Linked DNA regions of Mus musculus: regions 1, 3, 4 and 5 are each linked to region 2. Evidence: chromatin contacts called from public HiChIP or PLAC-seq and promoter capture Hi-C data. All regions are on one chromosome and are shown on one strand. Each heading gives the region's core, a stretch centred on a gene start, on an enhancer-like site or on the middle of the called end of the contact. The rest is flanking DNA. Distances are from core to core; before and after follow the strand shown.

The links. Promoter capture Hi-C pulls out the DNA fragments that hold promoters and counts their contacts. HiChIP or PLAC-seq counts read pairs in DNA pulled down with a chosen protein or histone mark. Capture Hi-C pulls out chosen DNA fragments and counts their contacts.
Region 1: a contact with region 2 is called in a promoter capture Hi-C map of adipose tissue. The contact joins the promoter of Irf8 here to the promoter of Mthfsd in region 2. A contact is called at or near these places in 4 of 39 promoter capture datasets (embryonic stem cells, hippocampal neurons, liver and 1 more), 1 of 15 datasets of contacts at CTCF or cohesin (large pre-B cells), 1 of 484 Hi-C or Micro-C datasets (embryonic stem cells), 5 of 115 datasets of contacts at active chromatin or transcription factors (embryonic stem cells, forebrain, large pre-B cells and 2 more) and 1 of 9 other capture datasets (adipose tissue).
Region 3: an H3K27ac HiChIP or PLAC-seq map of microglia shows a contact between it and region 2, with 6 times the contacts expected there. The contact joins the enhancer-like site here to the promoter of Mthfsd in region 2. A contact is called at or near these places in 6 of 39 promoter capture datasets (the SN4741 cell line, embryonic stem cells, hippocampal neurons and 2 more), 4 of 115 datasets of contacts at active chromatin or transcription factors (forebrain, large pre-B cells, memory CD8 T cells and 1 more) and 1 of 9 other capture datasets (pancreatic islet).
Region 4: a contact with region 2 is called in a promoter capture Hi-C map of embryonic stem cells, with 6 times the contacts expected there. The contact joins the promoter of 1700018B08Rik here to the promoter of Mthfsd in region 2. A contact is called at or near these places in 21 of 39 promoter capture datasets (the 3T3-L1 cell line, 3T3-L1-derived adipocytes, the C10 cell line and 14 more), 4 of 15 datasets of contacts at CTCF or cohesin (embryonic stem cells, large pre-B cells and pro-B cells), 12 of 484 Hi-C or Micro-C datasets (the G1E-ER4 cell line, the HL-1 cell line, cerebral cortex and 3 more), 34 of 115 datasets of contacts at active chromatin or transcription factors (the 230-238 cell line, VIP interneurons, acute myeloid leukemia and 21 more) and 3 of 9 other capture datasets (adipose tissue, liver and pancreatic islet).
Region 5: an H3K4me3 HiChIP or PLAC-seq map of craniofacial prominence shows a contact between it and region 2, with 10 times the contacts expected there. The contact joins the enhancer-like site here to the promoter of Mthfsd in region 2. A contact is called at or near these places in 9 of 39 promoter capture datasets (the HPC-7 cell line, cranial neural crest, embryonic stem cells and 6 more), 2 of 15 datasets of contacts at CTCF or cohesin (the NIH/3T3 cell line and embryonic stem cells), 1 of 484 Hi-C or Micro-C datasets (embryonic fibroblasts), 28 of 115 datasets of contacts at active chromatin or transcription factors (the 230-238 cell line, the SCID.adh cell line, SST interneurons and 19 more) and 4 of 9 other capture datasets (adipose tissue, embryonic stem cells, liver and 1 more).

Annotation. Positions count from the first base shown.
Region 1 is chr8:120,735,081-120,737,780 of GRCm38.p6, reverse strand. It overlaps Irf8 (interferon regulatory factor 8), which reads right to left and starts at 1,423. Exons shown (of 9, transcript NM_008320.4): 1 at 1,372-1,423.
Region 2 is chr8:121,106,947-121,109,646 of GRCm38.p6, reverse strand. It overlaps Mthfsd (methenyltetrahydrofolate synthetase domain containing), which reads left to right and starts at 1,310. Exons shown (of 9, transcript NM_001372381.1): 1 at 1,310-1,359; 2 at 2,674-2,700. The coding sequence starts at 1,344.
Region 3 is chr8:120,763,524-120,766,223 of GRCm38.p6, reverse strand. No RefSeq gene overlaps it. Among named protein-coding and RNA genes, the nearest start is that of Gm39266, 5.3 kb to the left of the region's middle. Within about 2 kb of position 1,438, at least 36 of the 459 cell types and tissues checked have an H3K27ac peak or open chromatin away from gene starts, as enhancers often do. A contact at or near this core is called in memory CD8 T cells and microglia, where this site is marked.
Region 4 is chr8:121,542,878-121,545,577 of GRCm38.p6, reverse strand. It overlaps 1700018B08Rik (RIKEN cDNA 1700018B08 gene), which reads left to right and starts at 1,250. Exons shown (of 9, transcript NM_001382232.1): 1 at 1,250-1,287; 2 at 1,422-1,574. The coding sequence starts at 1,541. 1700030M09Rik (RIKEN cDNA 1700030M09 gene) reads right to left here and starts at 1,190. Exons shown (of 3, transcript NR_045903.1): 1 at 856-1,190; 2 at 221-311.
Region 5 is chr8:121,476,725-121,479,424 of GRCm38.p6, reverse strand. No RefSeq gene overlaps it. Among named protein-coding and RNA genes, the nearest start is that of Gm26747, 59 kb to the right of the region's middle. Within about 2 kb of position 1,389, at least 35 of the 459 cell types and tissues checked have an H3K27ac peak or open chromatin away from gene starts, as enhancers often do. A contact at or near this core is called in the NIH/3T3 cell line, craniofacial prominence, embryonic fibroblasts and 2 more, where this site is marked.

The DNA of each region.
Region 1 (2,700 bases), core at 174-2,673, 370 kb after region 2:
CTCGGAAGGGGGAGAGACTGGGAGGGACCACCATCCCCTGGGCAGGCACAGCACAAACTGCCAGCACCCTGCCAGTGACAGTACACACAGAAGGGATGCTTTCTTTCATTCATTCTGCAGATGAAAGAACACCTGACAGGGTCCGGCTCTCAGCACCTGGACAATCTCCTCTATTGCCTTGGAGGCCAATCTGAGGTCCTAGACAGGCATAGCCTGACTCTCTTACAACTATGGACAATTAATGGTTTATAAACACGCTCACATGATTCTAGCTTCCTCTTCTTGATTTTGAGGCAGCATTCCCTGTGGGCCCAATCCTGCCTACAGCTAACTTACATCTAGAGCAACGTGTCTTAGGTCAGGCTTCTCACAAGGCAGGGGACAGAGGCTCGCCTAACACAGCTGTCAACATCTGCACCAGCCATGTTTGGCGGGGCTCACACCACACCGTAATCCCTTTCATTCAGCCCTGGGCCACAGTCTGACCACCACTGAACGGAAATCCATCACAGACCCATCTCTTTCTGGCCCCAAGCTTCCTCAGGGACACTGAATCGGTCCCAGTTCTTCATGAAGGAGCCTGCCATAACTTAAAGGGACAAACCTAGAACTGTCACGAAACTGCTCTTATCGTTTGACTTTAAAAGAAAAAAACAGGGCCATTGAGCACCTGGGCACCCCCCAAGCTCCGCCTGAAATCCTAACACTCAGAAGAGGTAGGCGGATAACCGGGAGCTCATTGGAATGAGCCTGGGCTACAGAGTGATACCCTGTATCAGAAACAAAACAAAAACAAACAAAACAGTGATCTACCATTTTAAGATTCTAGTGAATGGTTTCTATTAGTTTCTACCCCCTGAACGCCCTTCCCGGCTGTGGGTAAGTAATCTTTCTCACCAGGGGAAAAGTCTGCCCCTATAGCCTGGGGCCAAGCTCACAGCAAATCTGGTCTTGAGAGCTGTGTGGGACCCACACGGAAGACTTTCCTTCCGGGGCCAGCTGGGCCACTGGACAATCAGAGAAGTCCAGCGCCACTGGGCAATCAGATTGCCACTAGTCAGAATCAAAGCCAGTCGGTCCCTGGGCGAGCCCAGTCGCGAGCTTTGGATAGTTCATGCATGGAAGCCGGGCTGCCGCGCGGTGATTGGCAGATCTATTTCTCTTCATTATGAAGTTGGCCATCAGGCAGATTTTAAAGGGAGAGGTGTTTGTTCATTTGGTTGGGTTTTGTTGTTGTTGTTGTTGTTGGTTGTTGTTGTTGTTTTTGGAGAGCAGCCAGAGCAAGCACCTGCTAACGTGCTGTGCACTCCGTTTGGGCGAAGGTGGGAGAGCCACAGCCCCGGCCCCCGCGCCCACCCCATCGCGTCCTACCTGCCGCCGGTTCCCACGCTGCCCGCGCCTCCGGGACCGCCCGCGGGCTCCTGGAGGCCCGTACGCGCGCGCCTGCTTTTATAGATGGGGCGGGGGAGAAGGCGGGTCCCGCGCGCAGAGCGACGGTCGCGCGAGCTAATTGAGGAGCGGGAGGGGCGCTGGCGCGGCCCAATCAGCGCAGCCTGCCAAATCCGCCTTCTCTGAAGCGCTCTCTTTCCGAGAAATCACTTTTGCACGTCCCCGACCCCGTGGAGTCCTTTTCTCTCTTTACTCCGGGGGCGGCGGGGGAGGGGGCTGCCCCAAAAATGGCCGGGGGGCTGGGGCGTCTGCCTAAGGTCAAGGAGGCTGGTGATGCACGGATCATCCTCGGGGTGTCGTTCAGGTTTGGAGAGCCTCTGTCCCGGGCACGTGTCCAGGGGCACCCTGAGTGTCAGCTGCTCAGGCTGGAGTTTCAGAGCAAAGACCAGTCCCAGAGCTGCGTGCTGGGTGACAGCCACTTGCAGCGCGCCCTCCTGGATGGAGGATGACCGCCTGAAATTGCGCAGGAAATCTGGGAAACCAGGGGAGTCGCGAGCGCTGAGGCTGGGATGCCCCCAGGAAGGCTACGCATTATCGGTTCCCTTGTGTCCCCCAGTGATGTCAGGAGCCCGGTCGAGCCTGTTCCCAACCTGAGTAGGATGTGGGAGCGGGGAGCCTTAGGTGAGGGTCGAGAGGGACTTTCGTTGCAGGCTGCCCAATTACACACCTGCGGCCACGCTTACAGGACTCTCACCCGTCTGGCTTTTAAAATACTTAGGAAAACGTTGGAGCCGCGACAAGAATTTTTGATTGGTCCACAAATACAAGAAGTATACGGCTAGGTTTCAAATAAATACGAATTCAAATAAGGATTTTCCAAACAGAACCTTCTAACTCTAGTTTATCCTGATGAGCATTGTGGTATACCTGAAAGGCACTTAAGACATTACCGGGTATTAGTTCAATGATAAATACCATCCAACAGTCAAAAGCCAAGTGGAGTTCCCTGGAGCCAAGGAATTTCAAATGAAAACTACTTTTCAAAGCTCATTTGTTTTATTACTATTATTATTGGGTTTATTGTTTGTTTTCCAAGACAGGGTTTCCCTGTAGCCCTGGCTGTCCCCGAACTAGACCAGGCTGGCCTCAAATTCACAGAGATCTGCTAGCCTCTGCCTCCCAAGGGCTGGGATTAAAGGTGTGTGCCACCATAGTCCAGCTCAAATTCTTTAATAGTAATATGGGAGTGTTTTAATAAGTGTTTGCTGTGAAGGGCAGAGTCCAGAAGTCAGACACGCTCAGATTACTACA
Region 2 (2,700 bases), core at 61-2,560:
GCTGTACTCCTAGCACATGGGAGTTTGGGAGGTTGAGGCAGGAGGATTGTGAGTTCAAGGTCAGGACAGAGTACAACCCTGTCTCAAAACACCTAAAGGAACAGGAAGAGACAGAAGAAAGGAAGAAATGAGGGAGGAAGAGGAAGAGAAAAAGGAAGCTGGGGTTGGGGAAGGGCAGGAAAGGCAAACATTAGCCAGGCATGGTGGCTCACAACTTCACAGCCCTTGGGAGAAGAGACAAGTGGGTCTGTGGTTTCAAGGCCAGCCAGGGCTGCATAGTCAGACCCTGTCTCAAAAAAAAAAAAAAAAAAAGTGTACTAATCATTTTGGTGATTAGTGGGCAGGAAGGACTGAGTGCTAACAATCTCTAACCAACCGGGGAATCCGTGAAGATGGCACCCATGACGCCACCTTTCTCAGGTACAGGGCAGTTCAGGGAAGCCTTGTCTGTTCAAGGTGCAAAGGCAAAGCTGCAAAACAGACACTAGCTGCCCTTACATCCCCCAATCAGACAATAGCTGCCCTCACATCCCCCAATCAGAGGCTAGGATGTGTGGAGCTGAGTGGCCAGTGCAGACTTGTACATCCTTAGCCCAACAGATGCTCCAAATGCACAGTATGCTGACTACAAGCATTGGGAACACACACACACACACACACACACACACACACACAAAATCGACCAAGCTGTCCCTGACTTACAACCCTCTTCATTTCAGGAGTGCCTTTCCTTTATAAACAGTCTTTATTTTTATGTCTAACCACGTGTTCCTGGTACAATTCATGGTACAGAAAAGAAAGTTGGAAACCCTAGATCCACTCCTATAAACAGGTTTCCTTGTTAACCTTGAATTTCAAGGGATGTTTCTATAGGTACTATACATACTCGCACACACACACACAGAGCTTGTGAAGCTCAAAAGACAACTTTCGGGAGTCATTTTTCTCCTTTTACCCTGTGTGGGTCCTGAGAATCGAACTCAAGTTGTCAGGCTTAGCAACAAGCGCCTTTATCTCGCTGAACCATCTCGTCCGCCCTAGAGTGTTATATGTTCCATACGGTATAAATGTATGCGTGTTGTGTGCGTGTGTGTCTCGGGAAATCCTGGGCATCCGCGTTGCAAGGCAGTTCCAGCGGTGACCTCTGGTCCTCTAATGCGTCGGTGCTACTACTGCAGGGAACCCCAAACCCAGAACGGGAGTCCGCCCACTGCACCAACCGCGCGTGCGCGAACCTTGCGGGTCACTAGCTTCAGTGCGCAGGTGCAGCACGAAGCGCTGGCGTCTGGCGTCACTAGCGCGCGGGGACATGCTACGGGGCGTCGCTCGGTGACGTGTTAGCCATGGAGACCCAGGAGGGTGAGGAAGACCGAGGGTGATGGGGAAACCGAGGCTGGGACGGCGCGGTTGTTCCCGTGGTCCGCATGCGTGGGGGAGGACGCGGCTCGGCCTGGTACGGCTGGGACGCCGAGGCTGGCAGCCGGGAGGGAGGATCAGTCCCATCCTCGCCTTGCTTGGCTGGACAGGTTTTAGCCAGCCAGGCTGGGGAGGTCGCGCAGCGGCGGCGAGCACTCGCCCAGCAGGCACCCGGCCCGCGCTGCAAAGCGTTCTCGACAAGTGCACCGGCCGCGAAAGTAGGGAAGGCAACCATTGCTGGTCAGTGGGGTCTGCTGGTGCAAACGCTGTGATACCAGCAGGAGAGAGAGGGAGGAAGGGAGAGAGAGGAGAGAAGTGAAAGAGGAGAGCGAGCGGGAGAGGAAGGGAGGGAGGTGGAGAAGAGAGGAGGGAGAAAGGCCCAGCAAGCCTATGCGGTGACTCACAAGTCCAGTTCCACGGGAAGGGACCCAGTGCCCTCCCGCACCTGCATGCACACCCCGCCGGTTCGGTTGCTGGCGGTGCACATATACAATAAATACATCTTTGTGCTTTGTTTTGTTTTGTTTTCTTCGAGTCAGGGTTCCTCTGTGTAATCCTGGCTGCCCTAGAATTCACTCTGTATTTCAGGCTGGCCTCAAAATTTAGAGATTTAGAGCGCCTCTGCCTCCCAAGAGCTCGGATTAAAGGCTTGCACCAGCTATAAATATCAAGGAAGACAAATGTACTTTCTATACGCCTGCCTTGTGAGGTTTGTAAGGTCATTTGTAAGATTTAACAGTTTAAAGGACATGTTGGGAGTGTGGCTCAGTGATAGTGTTCTTGCTTAGCACACTTAAAGCCCCAGGTGTGACCCACTGGATCACTAACTAGTTCAAAAGATGACCTTCTAGCCAGACCTGGTGGCACACCCGTAACCTCACTATTTGGGGGCTGAAGGAAGAGCACTTAAAGGTTCAAGCCCCATTTTGATCAGAGAGACACCCTGCCTCAAAAAGGTGTGTAGCTCACTCGTAGAGAGCTTGCCTGGGATGCAGGAACCCCTAGCACTGCCGAGGAAAGACTACAGATTGATTTACAGTTGGTTTCAGTGTGTTCCAGCTTCCTAGCAGAAATGAAGGTGCTTCTCTCAACTGGCCAGGGAGCTCGAGGGAAAACTAATACTTTTGGTTATCTTAAGCTGGTCTGACTCGGTCGCAAATTCCTATGCAAGTGGTGTCACAGTGGCAGGTATAGATGTGCCCACGTGCATTATGGGATTGCTTCTTAGCAGTACGTCACAGTCCTTCCTTCTTGTAGGTGTCTCCAAACAAAGCATACGTGAAC
Region 3 (2,700 bases), core at 189-2,688, 340 kb after region 2:
GATCAGTGGCTCTGTGGTGGGAGCAGACATGGTCATGAGAGAGCATCCAAGTTCACTCTGGAACCGTAGATCTACAAGAAAGCCCAGAAGAGACAAGGACTTCACCTGGCCAAACCCACAGCATACACCAGGATGCTAACGGGGGTTGACTCTGAACCTGGGAGCTCCCCAGGCAGAGCTGATTCTGTGGGGTTCACAGTACCCCCCCCCATGCCAGCTGGATGCCCTGTTCCTTTGACCTATGGCTTTCTCTGGTCACTTGCATCCACCTAGCTGCCTGGACAAGGGTCATCAATGTGGGGAAATCACACTGGGGACCAGCACGTGGGCACTCTCCCTTCTCCTTCACGTGGATCTGAGAAACAGGAGTCCCAGGATATCCTGGCTTTACAGAGGAGGAAGGTAGAGCATGGGGCACAGAGCTCCCTCCCACAGCTAGAGCAACAGAAACCATTCTCCCTCCATCCCAGCCCCGCCCACATGACACCTGGCAGTGGTCACAGCCATGGCTCTGGCCTCCTGAGCCTAAAGCCCCCTATAACCAGTGCAGCACTCACAGCAGTCACATCCTGGACATTTGGCCACTCTCAGCCATCTCTGGGGCTCCCGCAGAGCCATTTCACGACTGGACATCATCCCTGCTCTCTGCCTGTATTTCATCGCACCACAATCATCCTGTTCAAAAGGCATCTTCTCCCTTGGGCATCCTGTAGTGTCCAAGCCCCATTCCCACTCCCTTCCACTGCAGGCCAGCACCCCACACACACACCTCACACTGAAGGCCAGAACTCCCCCTCCACATACACACACACCTCACACTGCAGACCAGCAAACCCCACCCCATCTCACACTGCAGACTAGCACCCCCACACACCTCACACTGCAGACCAGCACTACCCCCACCTCACATTGCAGGCCAGCACTACCCCCACACCACACTGCAGGCCAGCACCACCCCCACCTTACACTGAAAGCAACACACACACACACACACCTCACACTGTAGGCCAGCACTCCCCCCTACCTTACACTGCAGGCCAGCATTCCCCCCCACCTTACACTGCAGGCCAGCATTCCCCCCCCACCTTACACTGCAGGCCAGCACTCCCCCACACCTGACACTGCAGGCCAGCCAACACTCCCCCCTCTTATACTGCAGGCCAGCACTCTCCCCCACACACACCTTACACTGCAGGCTAGCACTCTCTCCCACACACACCTTACACTGCAGGCCAGCACTCCCCCCACCTCACACTGCAGGCCAGCACTCCCCCCTACCTTACACTGCAGGCCAGCATTCCCCCCCACCTTACACTGCAGGCCAGCACTCCCCCCACCTCACACTGCAGGTCAGCACTCCCCCCACACACACCTCCCTGCAACATGTTCTTCACTTCACACTTGAGAGAGAAAGATAAAAGAAAACCAAGAAAGGAGGAAGGAAGGAAAGGAAGAAGGCTGTGTTCAAACTTAGCACAAGTTTAACTACCAAGAACACAAGACATGATTTCCTGTGCTTTTTTTTTTTCTTCTGGTTTTTAAAAGAGTTCCAGAAAAGTTTCCTCTACAAAACTGAGACCAAAATGGTAAAAGATGCAAATGTGGTAGCCTTGCTTTGAGCCATCATCTGCACACAGCACAAGGCCATCCACAGCCACAGCAAGGTGTTCAAGGCCTAAGGCCTGCAGATCCATCAGCAGACAGGACCATTCCCTGCAGGACCAAGATGATATAGGCTCTGAGAGGGAAGGAAGCATTTCTCCCTTGATCCTGTGTGACAACCCTGTCACTCTGCTTGTCTCAGTAGATGGGAGGATAGGTACATGATAGGTGAAGGGATGGATGGATAAGTAGATGGATGGGTGGATGGTGGGTGGGTGAGTGGGTGGGTAGTGAGTGGGTGGGTAGAGAGATAAGTAGATGAATGGGTGGGTGGTTGTGAACAGATGGTAGGGAGATGAATAGGTAAGTGAATGAATATGTAGATGGGTCAATGGATAAACAATGATATGTGTGGGTGGGTGGAGGACAGGTGGCTGGTGGGATACATGCAAATGGAAGGGAAGATGAACAGGTGGTGGGTGAGCAGACAGATGCTGGGGTAGGTGGGTGGATGTGTCAGTAGATAAGAGAGTGGATGGATGGATGGATGGATGGATGGATGGATGGATGGATAGTTGGATGGATGGGTGGATGGATAGATGGAGGGAGGGAGGGAGGGAGGGATGGAATGATGGATGGATGGATGGAATGATGGATGGATGGATGGATGGATGGATGGATGGATAGTTGGATGGATAGATGGATGGATGGATGGATGGATGGATGGAGGGAGGGAGGGAGGGAGGGATGGATAGAGGATGGGTGGATATTTGAGTGGATGAATAGATGCATTATCAAGTGGATAAATGAATGGGTGGATGAATAGATAGATGTTTGGGTGGATAAGTGCTAAGTGAATTCAAGAGCAAGTGACAGGTGGATTGATCGGTGGATGGATGGAGTCACAAGAGTACTAGACCCTTTATCATCCACCTGGCTCTGGGCTGCAGGCCTGAAGATACACCAGGGAACACAAATGGAAGGAGTCTTGCCTTCCTTGAGTGTACTATAGAGGAGCCTCCCTTTGTACTGAGCTCCCACAGTGCAAAGGGAGTTGTTTATTTTATTCTGGAGGTTGGCAGAGGAGTCTGAAGGAGG
Region 4 (2,700 bases), core at 1-2,500, 440 kb before region 2:
CTTCTTCTGGCACTGTGGGTGCCGTGTGGATGTGCCACACTAACATATATTCAGGCAAACACACATACACAGAAATACTTCAACAACAACAAAAACCAACCCTGCTTCGATCTGACAGTGGCTGCACCATCTTGCTTTCCCTCCCGCACAGGAAGGAGCATGTCCTCGAAGCTCCTCACTGTCCCCGCCATCCCTCCTTACAGGCCACAGTGGTGCCCACCTCTTAATGGCCAGGGTGGCCTCTTTCTGTATGCACACTGGGATGGTGGCCATGTACGACGGGATGTTTGTTCAAGGTCTCTGCACTGTCCCTGTAGAAGATGCCAGTGGAGAAGTGTGGGAAGGAGAAAGGACACAAGGAGCCACCTGAGTAGGGAACACCTGGGCTGGAGACTGGGGAGGAGTCCACATGGGCTAGTGGCTGGCTGGAGCTAGGCATAGCCCTGCCGTTCTGCGGAGAATGGCTGGTGACAGGCAGAACATTTCGGGCTGAGGGGACAGGAGGCTTCATAGAGGGAGCACATGGCACCGTGGAGCAGCAAGGAGCACCGTCGGGGAAGGAGGCTGAGCTGTAGAGTTGGATGGAGTCTCTCGTGTGTGGCTCTTCAGCGTTATCTACTGCCCCAGGAGCCGTGATAAGGATTGTGGCTCCCTGAGCGTCACAGAAGCCCCCGAAGGGGCTGAGGATATACCTGGATTGCCTTGCTAAGAATGGCCTCCAGGTTGCTAAGATAGCTGCAGTGAGGCCTGCAGATATAGTTTCCTGGCTGTCTAGGTGTGGATGAGGAGCTAGAGAGGGTCAGATGTGGGGCAGAGCTGAGAGAACAGCTGGGGGTTGGGTCTGACTCCACTTGCCTGTGCCCCAGTGAGGCCATGATGCAGCCGATTGCTGCCTGGGGTGGGGGGGCACCAGTCTGTGGCTGATCTCTGGAGCTTGCTGCGTGGAGCTGCTGGATCACTCTGGACACCAGGTCTGGACAGCTGCTCCGGGCTCAACGAAGCATTCTCTGGAGTCCTGTGCTAGGTGGGCCTTTTGAAGACAACCACTCAGAAAGTTTCCACTGAGCCTTCCGCACCCGGAGCCCGGGAGACCTCGTTTCTGTCCACGCCTGCAGCTTCTGGGCCTATGCTGCCCTTCTGGAGCCAGGAGGGGGACAAGGGCTGCCTGAGAGGAATGGCTTGTCCCCGTCATCACTGTGGAGCCTCTGTTCCCAGCATTCCATAGTTCCATTGGAAGGCTGGCTTCCACGGAGTACCATGGTTGTGGGGGACACAGACGGTGCACAGGCAAGTAGGTGGCTGCCTCTCCCACACACTTCAAGGGAGCCCTAGGACCATGGGGAGCAGGCTGACAGGCGTCTGGGGAGTAGCAAGTTATTAGAACCCGTGTGGGCCTCTTCCCTTTCCCGCTCTGATGATAGTGAGGATGATGGTGGTGATGCTGTGTCCCACAGCACACTGGAGGGCAGAGTGAAGAAAGACCAGTCACAACCACTGAAAGAACTGGGACGTGTCACCACTGGAGACAGGGAACAAAGGGATGGCCATGATACCAGCGACCCCAGGAGGAAAAGGTAATGGCCAAGCTGGCTGAGCTGACAGAGTGTCAACCCCCGGGAAGCTCACAATACCACAGTAGGGCAAGACGCTAAGAGCCCTGTAGCAAGGGCACGAGACAAGACATGTAACTGACTCTAGTCGGAGGTGCTGGGGTGACCTTGTCTTAGAACCCTCCAACGTCCAGCCTGACAGACCTGGGAAGTGTCCGCAGGAGGAGGGAATATATGTAGTCTGGTCTATCCTGGAACCAGGCTGGCCTCCAACTCTAAGAGATCCACCTGCTTCTGCCTCTCTGAGTATTGGGACTAAAGGCATATACTGCCCCTGCCTGCCTGATTTTTATTTTATATAATTTTAAAAAGATTTATGTATATGAGTATACTGTCGATGTCTTCAGACCCACCAGAAGAGGGCGTCAGATCGCATGACAGATGGCTGTGAGCCACCAAGTGGTTGCTGGGAATTGAACTCAGGACGTCTGGAAGAGCAGGCAGTGCTCTTAACCCCTGAGCCATCTCTCCAGACCCTTATTTTTTCATCTTGTTTTATTTTATTTTATTTTTGCATTTTGAGTCAGGGTTCCTCAGTAGTCTAGGCTGGCCTGGAAGTCTTGACATCCGTCATGCTCTCAAATGGTCTTCAGGCTCCAGGCTCAGCCTCCTGAATAGCTGGGATCCTCTTTCCTGCAGCTTCGACACCTCAGCTGTGGGCTTGCTGTGCTTTCTAGAATGGCTATGGCAGCCATTCTTCTTTCTCTGTATCCACGGGTGTTTCTTTTTGCTGAGTTGTTTCTTGTTGTTTACTAGCAGGGGCCCGGCACCCCGCTGCACCAGCCGCTACCACAGTGCCTGCCCCAGCCCACCAGGTCTCTGGGCTGTTGCCAGCTGTGGACTGTCGGTCTGTGGCGCGAAGCCGAGGGACTGTGGGGGAGGGGAAGGACCCCTTTGGTGGGTGTTGACTGTCCGCGGGGTGCTGGGAAGAACTTGAGATCCTCTAGGGGCAGACCCCCAAGACAGGAATCCAAAGTCGTCACAGGGACTCAGGAAACAGATGAGAAGGTCGGCCAAGGGGCGGACCCCAGAGTCATGGGGTGGTTTTAGGGATGTGCTCTGGAGTGGTTGCCATGGCAGCACGGAGGCA
Region 5 (2,700 bases), core at 140-2,639, 370 kb before region 2:
CAGGACAGGCGGAAAGCCCCAAGTCTGTAAGTGGGAGAGCTGCCTGCAGACTGAGCGCTGCTGGCCAATGGGAATGTGAGCTACAGCAGAAGATGTTGTTCTAAGCTGTTGGGTCAGGGGGACGATTTGGCGATGGACAAAGCTGTCTGACACACATTTCCTCACTCCATACTGACCAGCCGGTGGACATCACTCCTTCCACATCCCAGAACGTTAAGAAATGAGACCAGTCCCACGCCAGATGTTAGAGCCCAGCCCAGCTCCTCGCTTTCAGACTGGCAGCCTCCGTGGGTCTCCACTCATGTCCCACTATGTCTACCCTGCCCACTTCACCCTGCCATGGTCCCATATTTATAGAGTCTAATGAACCACATCTGTCATGTACAGGGGTGGCCTCTACCAGCTGTACCTCGTTTTGTGAGTCTTGTCACAGCTGACCCCTGGGAACTACCAATAGGGCTGCTGGTGGCTCACAACTGTCTGTACCTCCAGTTCCAGGGGATCTGACAACCTCTTCTGGCCTCTGCAGGCCTGTGGTCCACAGATATAAATGCAGGCCAGATGCCCTCTAGACTCCTAAAGCACCTCCATTGTTACTTTGATACAGTAATGCACCTCTATGGTTACTTTGACACACTAATGTGCATTGATTGTTACTCGGACACACTAATGCACCTCTATGGTTACTTTGACACACTAATGCACCTCTATTGTTATTTTGATACTAGGGCCTATGCTTGCAGCTTCAAACACAGCATGCTTTAGTTTTCTTTCTGGAAAATGCTCTGTGAGGCAAATGAAAAAATTCTAGTTTCCTATTTGAATTTTTTACTTGGTCCAGATAAATCAGGACCTCATACTGTAAACCTGGAGAGAATAGGATGGTTGCGCCCACACAAAAGGGACCTCTGTTCTGGCAGCTGCATCTGTCCCTCGGTCCCCTCCTGATGATGTCTTCTGGGGGAGCCTGCGCTGGCCCAGCCCTGCAGCCATTTCCTGAGCTTGCTGACAGAGCTGGCTGCACAGGGCTTGCGCACATTCCAGGGAGTCTCGCCGGCGAGGCCCTTGCTCCAGGCCCAATTTCAACAAACACAGACAGACCACCACAATCCAGCTCTCGACGTGGGGCTGGCACCGCAGGCCTTGGCGGTGGGAACATAGATCACTGTGGCCAGGGTAGCAGATGTGGGCCTTTCAGGTCCGCCAGCCCCTCGAGTGGGGGGCCTACCAGAGGCTGCAGGTACAGGGGCTCCAGTGAGCTCCAGGGTGTAGGGAAAAGAGGCTGGGCCTACTCACTGGGGTGAAACTGGACTGCCCAGAGCTCATCAGAGCATCCAAAGGCACTCCATGATCCCTGTGGCTTTGGCCCAAAAGCAACCTCCAGACAGATGGGAATCTGCGTTTTCGGACGAACATGAAGAATTCTTTGAAGACTACTCATCTTCCTGTCCTGTTTGGAAAAGTTGCCGGCTGAGGAAAAAGGAAACCGCCCGCCCCATTAGGGTCCCGGGTCTGGGGTTGCAAGGATGGAATTTGGAACTTTCTTGGAGAGTTTACAAGAATTCAACCTGTTTAGAGAAGGGTTCTGAGGAGCCCAAGGGCTGCATGTTAGGGAAGCACTCACCTTCCAGGGACACACAGAAAGACGCCTCTGAGCGTCTGAAGGCTGGATGGAGGTGAATCATTCTTAGGGTGGAATGTCCTGTCTCTCTCAGCTCTGAGCTGCTCTGGGATGGGAAGCTGGCTCTCTCATCTTCCAGTTCCTGACTTTGACACTGATATGGGCCTTGGGCTGGTCCTCTTCAGTTATATCAAGAGAGAAATTGTTTTGGGGCATTAGTGGCATTTTAAGGATATTGATGATAGAATAAATAGCTGGCTTAAGTAGAGCATTTAAAACATTTTTTAAAGTCAGTGCACAAAGTAATACATTTTTTTCCATTTTCTTTTTTTGGTGTGTGATGTATATGTACATGTACAAACACACACACACCCCAAAGATTGTTTTTTTGTTTATTTTTTATTATTTTTTATTTTTATTACACTGGGTATGTAAGGCCACATTCAGTTGTGGTTGACACACTTGGAGCATGTCCCTCCTTACCCCTTTCTTCCCTTCCCTCGGTGACAACCAAGAGTCTGTTGTTTTGAGATGTATGCTATTGTAATTTGTTGGTTTCCCTCCCATCACTGACATCCACTCCCTTCCCGCTCACCCTCTTCCTCCTCCCCAGAGACCTCCTCGAAGCATCTAGTTTCCTGAAAACAAAGGCATTTCATTGGTTTTAGTCACCGTCTATGTGTCACCAGCAATTAGCAGGAACCTTGGATAACCAGATTCTCATCAGGACAGCCTGGTTTTCAGCCCTTTGCTGCTGGTGTTGACTTCAGAGTAAGACGGAACAACTGGTGCTTAGGTGGACTGTCCCTGTCCAGGCTCCAACATAGCCCTCTCTCATGACGTTTGGGAAAAGGAAGGTAGGGACGTGCAGAAAAATACGGGGACTTGAGTTACTTAACTGCTTGTTGCTGGCTTCAAAAACAAACAAAACCAAAACAAAACAACAAAACCAAAAACCAAACCAAACCAAAACAACCCGACAGTGCTATCAGAGTGCCGGCTCCACAGCACCTAAAACAGAGAAAAGAGGGCATCCAGTGGAGTGCTCACTCCAGGTTCCAGGCTCCTCCCAGCCTTTG